Regions from separate parts of the Eptesicus fuscus genome. Here region 2 is linked to region 1. A link is a contact called in public Hi-C data. All regions are on one chromosome and are shown on one strand. Each heading gives the region's core, a stretch centred on a gene start, on an enhancer-like site or on the middle of the called end of the contact. The rest is flanking DNA. Distances are from core to core; before and after follow the strand shown. Region 1 holds the start of FBXO43 (F-box protein 43). Region 2 holds the start of ANKRD46 (ankyrin repeat domain 46).

Evidence for each region. A called contact is a pair of places that touch in the nucleus more often than the background predicts.
Region 2: a contact with region 1 is called in a Hi-C map of liver, with 6 times the contacts expected there. The contact joins the promoter of ANKRD46 here to the promoter of FBXO43 in region 1. A contact is called at or near these places in 2 of 2 Hi-C or Micro-C datasets (liver and muscle).

Annotation. Positions count from the first base shown.
Region 1 is chr19:12,605,299-12,610,385 of DD_ASM_mEF_20220401, reverse strand. It overlaps FBXO43 (F-box protein 43), which reads left to right and starts at 2,674. Exons shown (of 5, transcript XM_054708501.1): 1 at 2,674-2,712; 2 at 4,688-5,087. The coding sequence starts at 4,703.
Region 2 is chr19:12,872,754-12,877,840 of DD_ASM_mEF_20220401, reverse strand. ANKRD46 (ankyrin repeat domain 46) reads left to right here and starts at 2,326. Exons shown (of 4, transcript XM_008148502.3): 1 at 2,326-2,426.

The sequences.
Region 1 (5,087 bases), core at 1,425-3,924:
GTGTGCGCCCAACTGTTTCCATTTTCCTGATCTTGCACATTTTTTGTTTTTTTAAAGTCCTCACTGGAGGATATGGTGTGTGTGTGTGTGTGTGTGTGTGTGTGTGTGTGTGTGTGTGTGTGTGTTTGGTAGAGAAAATAAGGGAGAGAGACAGACAGAGACAGAAACAGAGACATGTGAGAGAGAAACATGGATCACCTGTCCCTGACCTGACCAGGAATCCAAAGCACCACCCCACCAGAGCCTGCACATTTTGCTTTGTGTTTGAAATCCCCTGTTAACTGCTCTTTGTTGTTGTTCTTAACCCTCACTCGAGGATATTTTTGCATTGATTTTGAGAGAGTGTGGAAGGGAGGAGGAAGGGGGATAGAGAGATGAGAGAGAGAGAGAGAGAGAGAGAGAGAGAGAGAGAGAGAGAGAGAGAGAGAGACATCAATGTGAGAGACACATCAGTTGCCTCCAGTGGAACCCAACTGTGGACAAGACCCGCAACTTAGGTATGTGCCCTGATGGGAACTGAACCTACGATGTTCTGGTGCACAGGACAATGCTCCAACCAACTGAGCCACACCGGCCAGGGCTTACATGCCTTTTAAATTGTCACTTGTCCTTCAAAATCCACCTCTGCCCCCCACCCCTCTTACTTTGTGCCACCACTGTTTCTCTATTATAGCACTTATACCAGTGAGCCCCTTAGGGACAGCAACTGTGCCTTACTCATCTTTGGATTTCCAGCACCCAGACCAGTAATTGGCACATCGTTGGAGCTTAATAATTGTTAGTGAACTTGATTTTATGTCATTTTGGATGACTAAGGGGCAACGGATGGAGAAATGTCCAGTCAGAGTAGAGTGGTGGCAGCTGCGACTGGCTTAAAAGTAATGACTGAAGCCTTGAAGGAGAACTATGTTGGCACAGAATGGTGCAAGTAAGGAAAAGGCTGAGGTAGGACACCCATTTTAGGGAGTAGGCAGAGAAAAAGAAGCCAGAAAAAGGAGACTAGGGAGATGGATGAAGCCTGGTTTATAATAGGTGCCCAGGAAATAAGATAAAACATCCCCTTTTAGATGCCTAAAAACCAAGCACAATCCTGTCTAGAAACACATACTGTAACCAAGTTAGACCTTTTAGACCATAGACTGCACATATCTGTACTTCTCACCTAAATGAGGCCATTCTGTGTGTCACCTGCTTTTCAGACTTATCTCTGGAAACATTTCCAAGTAAGTATTCCCTTACAATGTTTTTAATGGCATCCACTATAGTACCCTCTCTATATAAAGCTCCCCAACGTGAGAATGAGGAGAGGAAGAGCCCATCAGATTGGGAACCTCTTGTGATGCTTTGGGTGGGGATGGAAGGGTAGGCAGGAGAGGACGAGATCCTCTGGGCGAAGGCTGGGGCGGGGCAGATGGAGCGCGGGGCGGAGCAAAGATTGGGGCGGGGCCTGCGGGGCGCAGGGAGCCCTGTGGGGGCGGGGCCTGAGGGGCGCGGGAGGGGCGGGGCGGAGGAAGGGGCGGGGCGGAACAAAGACTGGGGCGGGGCCTGCGGGGCGCAGGGATCCCTGTGGGGGCGGGGCGGAGGAAGGGGCGGGGCGGAGCAAAGACTGGGGCCGGGCCTGCGGGGCGGAGCAAAGACTGGGGCGGGGCCGGAGGGGCGGGGCGTAAGAGGGGGCGGGGCGGCCGTGGGGGTGTAACGGTCACTCGGGGCGGGCGGTTCAAACCGGAGGAGGGAAACTCAGCGGCCCCACGCGAACCTGGCGTGGGCGTTGCCATAGCGGATCTCCCGGGGGGCGAGGCCGCGGCTCCTCCCCGGCTCACCAGGCAGAGCCGCTTCTCTCCCCTCCCGCCCTTCGGCTCAGCGCCCGGCCCCGTGGGTGCGGCGGCCCCTTGGTCTCCAGTGGGTGAGAGTGGGGGCCCAGGTGTGTGGGGCCCAGAGGGCCTCTGGGCGTCCCTCAGCCCCGCGCCCCACTTTGTTTTCCAGGTGCTGGGAGCAGAGAGCGCCTCGAAACCGTCCCTTCACTCGCTGGGCTCCAGGTGACACCGCTCGACCCCGGCCTGCCGGCGGCTCTCCCGGCCGGAGCCGCCCCGCGGGGGGAGGTCGGGGGGAAGCGGCGGAGAGACCGTTACCCGGCCGCGCGCGCCCAGGGCACCTCGGGGAGGCCGGTCGGCGCCCCGCTTCCACGGGAGCCCCAGAAACCCGAATTTGGGGCTTTTCCTCAGTTCTCACACTAGCTGGAGAAAACCAGGGTATTGAAATGCCTGTTGTCTGGAAAAGCTGAAGGGAATTTAATGTGATTTCGGCCTTTCCAAGTGTTAGAGTCCCTGCCCCGTGTCCTTTCCGTACTCCTGCACGTTTCAATTGGTTACTCACGCTAAACTCTTCTCTTTAAGCGATATTCCTTTGACATGAATTTTAAAGGCAAAGGGAGAGATTTTCTTGTTTGGAAACCTACGTAACTTTGGCATCTAAGAGCTCAAGATTTACTGGTGGTAAGATGTCCCACTTGATCAGATGAAGGAGGTTTGGTTTTGATATAGTTAAATACGTATTTCATTATCCTATTTGACAAATGCTTTTTTTTCCTTCTTCTTTCTAAGAGCACAATAGAGAGAATCATTCTCAACCCTTTATCAGGAGCCTGGTGTTAAAAACTGAACATTAAGGAGGCTTGTTTGATTCATCAGTGAACTGTTGAGTCAGTAAAATTAAGTAAGTCAATGGGAATTCCGTGATTTGGCATGACTTTTATTTTTTAAATATAGTTTTATTGATTTCAGAGAGGAAAGGAGAGGGAGAGAGAGAGGGAAACATCAGTGACGAGAGAGTCATTGATGGGCTGCCTCCTGCACGGCCCCTCCTGGGGATCAGCCCAACCCCGGCATGTGCCCTGACGGGAATGGAACCCGGACCCTTTGGTTCGCAGGCCAAGGCTCTGCCCTCTGAGCCAGACCAGCAGGGCCTGGCGTGAATAATTTTAAATAATTTAAAAGTTAGTTTTGAAGAACCAAGTTTTCTTTCAGACCAATGTCAGGATAGTAGAAAGATGGCCATGTTGACAACAAAGATAGCACGTTTGAAGAAACATTTAAAATATATATATATATATATATATATATATATATATATATATATATAATTGATTTTTTACAGAGAGGAAGGGAAAGGGATAGAGAGTTAGAAACATCGATGAGAGAGAGACATCGATCAGCCGCCTCCTGCACACCCCCTACTGGGGATGCGCCCGCAGCCAAGGTACATGCTCTTGACCGGAATCGAACCTGGGACCCTTGAGTCCACAGGCAAATGCTATCCATGAGCCAAACCAGTTAGGGCAGAGGCAACTTCAAATGTGTGTGAACAGGAAAAAATTAGGAAGTTTTTGGGTTTGTTTGTTTGTGTGTTTTTTTTTTTTTTGTATGTTTATAACAAGTAGCCTATAGGGTTTTTTTATGGACTAATTATTTTTATAAATCTTTATTGTTAAAAGTAGTACATATGTCCCCCTTCTCCCACACCCACTTATCCCTTCTAGCCAGCGTCCCCTCCACCACCACTTCATTTCTAACAATTCGCCTCTCAGTTTCCCAAAGTCTAGCACGGTGAGACACCTAGTGGTGAAGTAGTAGAATAGTTGCATTTATTTTAACTTTTTGAAAGGATTCCTTGACTTAATTTTGTCAAATGACATGAACGAAACTGTTACTAGAATGATTCTTAGAGAGAGGGAAACATTCGTGGTTGGGGGTGAAATGTTAAAACATATTCTATTTTATTAATACATTGAAAACAATTTGTTTTAAAATATAAAAATTCTAGAAAGCAAAAGTTGATAGTCTTGGCTGGTAAGCATGTGCAAAAGATAGCAGTGATTCTCAGAATCTAAGGGGATCGAGATCATAAAGAAACATGTGAAATTTGCCAGAAAAGAATATAGGCTGAAAAAGACTAAGATACTTTGCCAAGTAATAATGATGTAATGATCATTATAAAGGAACCATTTGATTTTGTGGTTAGAATAGCAATTAAAAAAAAAAAAACACAGCACCACCTCATGCATTCAAATATTTAACTGATATAACTTAGGCATAAATAAATTACTTTCCCATTATAGTCAAAATATATCTTCTCAGGATTTTTTAATAGAGAAAAATTATATTTGGTCTGGAGAAAACTTTGAAAGATTAACAGTTATCTTAGTATCTTTTGATATCTTTCTTCCTTTGAGTTAAGATTTAATTTGAGTTTCTAAAAAGAAGGAATGTGATGATACTGTTGGAAAAATTAAGGAGTAAAGTATTTGCTAGTGTCATTCCTTATAAATATATAATTACTGAGTCACATTTCTTTAAGTAATTGAAATTTTTATTTGGAATTTCAAGAACATTATAAAGAGTAGATTTACCACAAATAGTGGTATTTTAGTGCTGTTATACTTTAGTGCTGTTAAAATCATAAGGTAATAAAATCATGTAAAATTATACTGCCAGATTTTTTTTCTCCTCAAGTATAGTTCAAGAAAATACCTGTGCATGGTGCTTAGACTATGCATAGTCAAGTAAAAAATAACTTTTTATTGTCATAAAATTTCTGTTATTATCTGTACTCATCACAAATAGTATATTTTGGTGTAAGTTGTCAGGCTGTGCATTTCAAAGGAAGAATAACATTTGTTTTCACGTTTTAGAAACAGGTTCTGAAGATGTCAGAAAGGCATTCAGGTCAGGTTGGAACTGGAGTAGGAAATGAGATGGACTCTCCCGTCAAAGTCAAGTACTCCAGCTTCAGAGATTTTTGTTCCACATTTTCATTTCAAGATACTGACTACAGTGAGTTGTTAAAACCTTGCAGCTTTGATAAAGATAAAGAATTTTGGGTAAAGAAGCACGAAGACCCAACATTAAACTATGAAATTTTTGAAACAAGTCTGAGCTTAACAAATCCTTTAGAAACCCCTACTAAAAAAAAGAGAATTGTCTTCTTTAGGAAGAAATCGGCCATACCCCCAGACTTTTGTGAAACTCCTAGACTCAATAGAAAACGTAATTTACGGTGGCCCAGAAGGCTGGATGATTCTTTCTCTCCTC
Region 2 (5,087 bases), core at 1,077-3,576, 270 kb before region 1:
GGCAGATTTACCTGAAGGGAATGGAGTTGAAGCTCCAGGGTCCTTGTGATGGGCTGAATGACATCCCCTCCAAGATGTCCATGTCCTAATCCCCCAGAGCCAGGGACTGTGTTATCTTGCACGATAAAAAGGACTTTGCCGATGTGATTAAGTTAAAGGCCTTGAGATGGAAATAGTATTCTGGATTATCCAGGTGTGTCCGACATAACCCAGGGGTACTTACAAGGAAGCAGGAGGGTCAAACTAAGGGAAGATGCAAGGCCAGAAGCAGAGGTCAGAGAGAAAGGGCTACGCTGCTGGCTTGGAAGACGGAGGAAGGCGCCCTGTGCCCGGGAGTGTGCGCAGCCTCCGGGAGCCGGAGAAGGCAAGGACACGGATGCCCCCGGAGCTTCCGGAAGGAGCGCCGCGCCGCCTTCACTTCGGTTTTATCCCGGTGAGACTCCTTTGGACTTCTGACCTCCTGAACTGTCAGAGGATCAATTGGTGTTGTTTTCAGTCTTTAAGTTTGTGGTCGTTTGTTACAGGGACACGAGGGAACTAGGACAGCCTCCCTTATGCAACCCTCTTCCAAGAGCCTGACAGGGGCCCTGGGAGTTTGTTCACAGGGTCCAATGAAATTGCAAAATTAAAATGTTTTCTACTGCAGTTGATGAAGGTGGCTGTCTCTTCGCTCAGACTGCTCAAAGACTCTCCTCGCCTTCGGTTGAGTAGCGTGGAGTAGCTGCCAACATCCTGGATCTCTGGCTGAGCATACATGCAGTTGGGGTACTTTGGTTTGCGGTTAGTGGGATAAGATTCTGTGGTTCGTGGTCGCTTCCACCAGGTGCTAACTTATTGCTGGGGTGTGGGAGTGGCTTCCTTAAATAGTCCTCACGCCCATCCCGCCGTGCTAAAGTCCCCAGGTGTGGTGATATGAAGGCGTCACAACCTATGTGTAGCATGCAATTCATTCCCTTAGTCTCATCAAGGAAAAAAAGCTGCCTGCATAGTCCCTACATTTTTCAGATCAAACAAAAACAGTACTTCATGAAGAAGGAGAGGAGAGGTACATTTAAACAGAAGTAGTGAATAGACTCAAGATTGTTTAATAGACCAATTAATGAAGAAGAGTGAATTGTTTGAACACTTTGGGAAAAAGGCTGAAATTCTTGGCTGATTTGACATAATTAACAGGCATCAATGAAAATATTATAGACGTAACACACAATCACAAAGATGCCCATGACAAATTGATTTATAAGTGTCATCAATTAGAAGAACAATATTTGTGATTAGTCACTCACTGCACAAGAAAATGTGGAATGCCCTGAAATCTTATAATTCTTACACGAAAGAAATTTGATAGAGGTTTTCTCAAATTGGACAATAATCCTAAAGAGTTATATGACGCCGAAACCGGTTTGGCTCAGTGGATAGAGCGTCGGTCTGCGGACTGAAAGGTCCCAGGTTCGATTCCGGTCAAGGGCATGTACCTTGGTTGCAGGCACATCCCCGGTGGGGGGTGTGCAGGAGGCAGCTGGTCGATGTTTCTCTCTCATCGATGTTTCTAACTCTCTATCCCTCTCCCTTTCTCTCTGTGAAAAAATCAATAAAATATATATATTTTTTAAAAAGAGTTACATGACATTTTCAAGAACAAACTGTTAGACTGAATAACAGTCCTTGAATGGGTAGGCATGAGGGTGGCCTGGGTGGGCATGAGGGTGGCCTGGGTGGGCAAGGACGCCAGAATTCAGGGGAGGGATGACCACTGTGCAGAGGGAAGTCTTCTTGGCGGTAGGACTTGTTTTCAGTTAATGAACTCCCACCCCCCAGTCTCCCCATTTTTAGTTTTGGCCGTACACATGTATGTTGCATTTAGTCTGGAAGTCCTAAAAAATGGGATGTAAATATTTAAACCGTTTTTGAAAAAAATAAAAATTCAAGGTCCTATTTTAGAGGTAGAGCACTCCGTCATTAGTTGCTAACACTAATATATCTATTTGGGTTATAGGGCCGACTTACCTAGCGGGCAGCAATTGTTCATTGATGCCTATGGATCTTCATACAACTGTCCTTGCCTTGGAGGCCTTCATTGAGCTGAGAGGGTAGGATGTATATTTAGGGAAGCACGTGAAAGCTGCAAAATGCTCCCGGGCTCAGATGGGAGGACACGTTTTTTAGGTCGCTTTCCCCTTCTCCCAAGCCGCAGTTCGGGGGTACTTTGCTTAATTCAGAGGAGACCGAAGGAGTTTCTGATGGAGAGCCGTCCGAGCCGCCGTGCGCGCCGTCCGCCGCCAGGGGGCGCGCGGCCGCCGCAGCGTGAGGCCGCTCTGGCCCCGACGGGCTCCGCTTGTCTCGGTGGCCGCCTCGCACCTCCGCCCGCCGTCCTCCTCGCCGCCGCCGGGAAGGTGCCGCCGCTGTCACATCTGCTCGCCGATTCCCAGGTACCTCGGGAGGGGGCCCTGGACCGCCCAGGGCGGAAGCCACGGACACCTGCCCTGCCAGCCCCGAAGCGCCGGAGAGAGGCGGCCCAGGGCCTGGCCGCGGGGCCTGCGGGGCGAGGCCGCCCGGGCTTCCCGCACCTACGCGGCGGCCGCAGGGCATCGGACCGGTCCTCGCGGGCCGGCGGTGCGGGGGCCGGGGCGGCCGTGCGGCTGTCGGGGCCGGGGAAGGCCTGCGGGGGCCGTGGCGTCCTGTTTGCGTTTGCGGTGAGGCCGTGGCGCTCCGGGAGGGAGTCCGCCTGCGTTCGCCGGCCGCGGGGGCGCGGGGACCCCGAGGGCCGGGCCGAGCCGCAGCCGCGCCAGCCTCCGTCCGGGGCCTGGGCCGCGCGAGCGCTGTAGCCGCTGGGATGTAGGTGGGTGGATGCCCGGAATGGCCCCTCGCCCCGGTGCCCCGGTTAAAAACACAGCGTTTGCCCCGTAATCAACATGCGATGCTGAGAGGCAGGTTGCTCACTCCCCAGATTTTCCAACACACACAACACACACACACACACACACACACACATGCATACATACATATACATACTGGTACATATACACATATGCACATAGTATGTGTGTATATGTATATGGATTTCAGAGAGCAAGGGAGGAGGAGAGAGAGAGAAACATCAATGATGAGAGAGAATCATGGGTCGGCTGCCTCCTGCACGCCCCACACTGGGGATCGAGCCCTCCACCTGGGCATGTGCCCTTGACCGGAATGGAACTGTGACCTCCTGGTTCACAGGTCCACGCTCAGCCACTGAGCCACACCAGCTAGGGCCAGGGGTGATTGCTTTTAGAGTATACAGATGTTAAATTAATCATGTTGTATACCTGGAACTTACATGATTTTTTTTTTTTTTTTTTAAGTCCTGAGCGTGACATTGTTAGGACAGGTCATCTAGGCATTTTTTTTTTTTAACTTTGGTGGCATTTTTAGTCCTAATATCAGTCAGCTTTTCCTATCGCCAAGTGGCACTGCCTCTTTCATTGAAACGTCTCTCTGCACCCTGGCTGGTGTGGCTCAGTGATGAGAGCACTGGCCCATGTGCTGAAGGGTCTCAGTCGGGTTTGATTCCCGCCCCCCCCCGCCCAGGGGCACATACCTGGGTTGCAGGTAGGTTCAATCCCCAGCCGGGTTGGGGTCGTGTGCCGGAGGCAACCAATCAATGTCTCTCTCACATCATGTCCCTCCCCCACTCCCCTTCCTCTCTCTCTCTAAAGATCAATAAACATATCCTCCAGTGAGGATTAAAAAAAAAAAAATTACAGCCTTTCTGGTTCTTGGTATCCTTATCTGCAAAATAAGGGGATCGGGTTAGAAGATCCTCGATGACCATTCCACCTCTGAATTTTCATGGAAATATTTAAGTTTCGCCTACGAGCACAATCCTGTGTGCCTTCAAACTATTGTAGGTGAAACATGGTTTAAATTTTGTGGACCATTTAGAAAATAAGGAATTCTTTGCAAGGAATTCTTTGCAAACATTGTAATTCCTATATTTTTAAATAACACCAAATAAATGAATAAGCAAGAATGCCATTTTTGTAGCACTTTAATTCTGTGTAAATGAAATCTGCTGAAGTGGGGTCAATGAGGTTTAGATTTCGGAATCGGCCTGGAATCATATTTATGATACTAATTTGTTTGGTAAACTTTTTAAAAGGAAAATTTAACTTCATCCCAACTCTAAATTTTCACAGATTCAGAATTAGTGAGGATTATGATAAGTAACTGAAATTAGAGAAACTTCAGTGGCATTCTTCTTGCTCTATACCTTTACTAGATGCTCAAGTTGCACTTGAAGCCCAGGTAGACCACAAGGTGGCACCATTAGGCCATATAAATAAAGTGTTGCTGTACGGAAAATACGTATTTCCTTTAAAAAAATAAAATAAGATTTTACAGAAGCATTTTATGTGCATGAAAGACTGCAGATTGACCTCCCATTGCTTAATTTGATGTCTTTATTACATAATTACTAGAGGCCCAGTGCCTGACAATTCATGCACTAGAGGGGGAGGTCCCTCAGCCCGGCCTGCCACCTCTCACAGTCCAGGAGCCCTCAGGGGCGGGAGGCGACCTGGTCATCAGGGGAAGGTGACGCCCCCATCACACCTCTGCTGCTGCCACTGCCGGCAGTGCAAGCCTCAGCCGGCCCTGCTTACCTGAGCCTCAAGCGGCCCTGGGTGGCTCGGCAGCCGCCATCCGAGGCTTGCCCGTGCCTTGGGCTGGCCCTGGGCAGCTGGGGGGTTGAGAGGACTGGGGGACTCCGGAGGCAGGTGCGTGGAGCGGCCAGACCCGCCTGGGGGCAGGCCTGGCCGTGCCATGTGACTGCCGCCCCAGCAGGGCTGAGGGGACTGGGCGCCACCATCTTTGAGGGCGTGGCAGTCAATTAACATATTCCCTCCTTATTGGCTGTAGGTGCCGCCATCCTTGTGAGGGCGTGATGGTCAATTAGCATATTTCCTCTTTATTAGATAGGACAAGTTACAAACTGAAAACTTTCAATGGGAGAAGTCTCTTACTAAGAATTTTAAAAATGGTAAAATTACACAGTAAAGATTTTGGAAAATACTGAAAGGTATTAGAGTGAAATAAAATATCCAAGATGACTA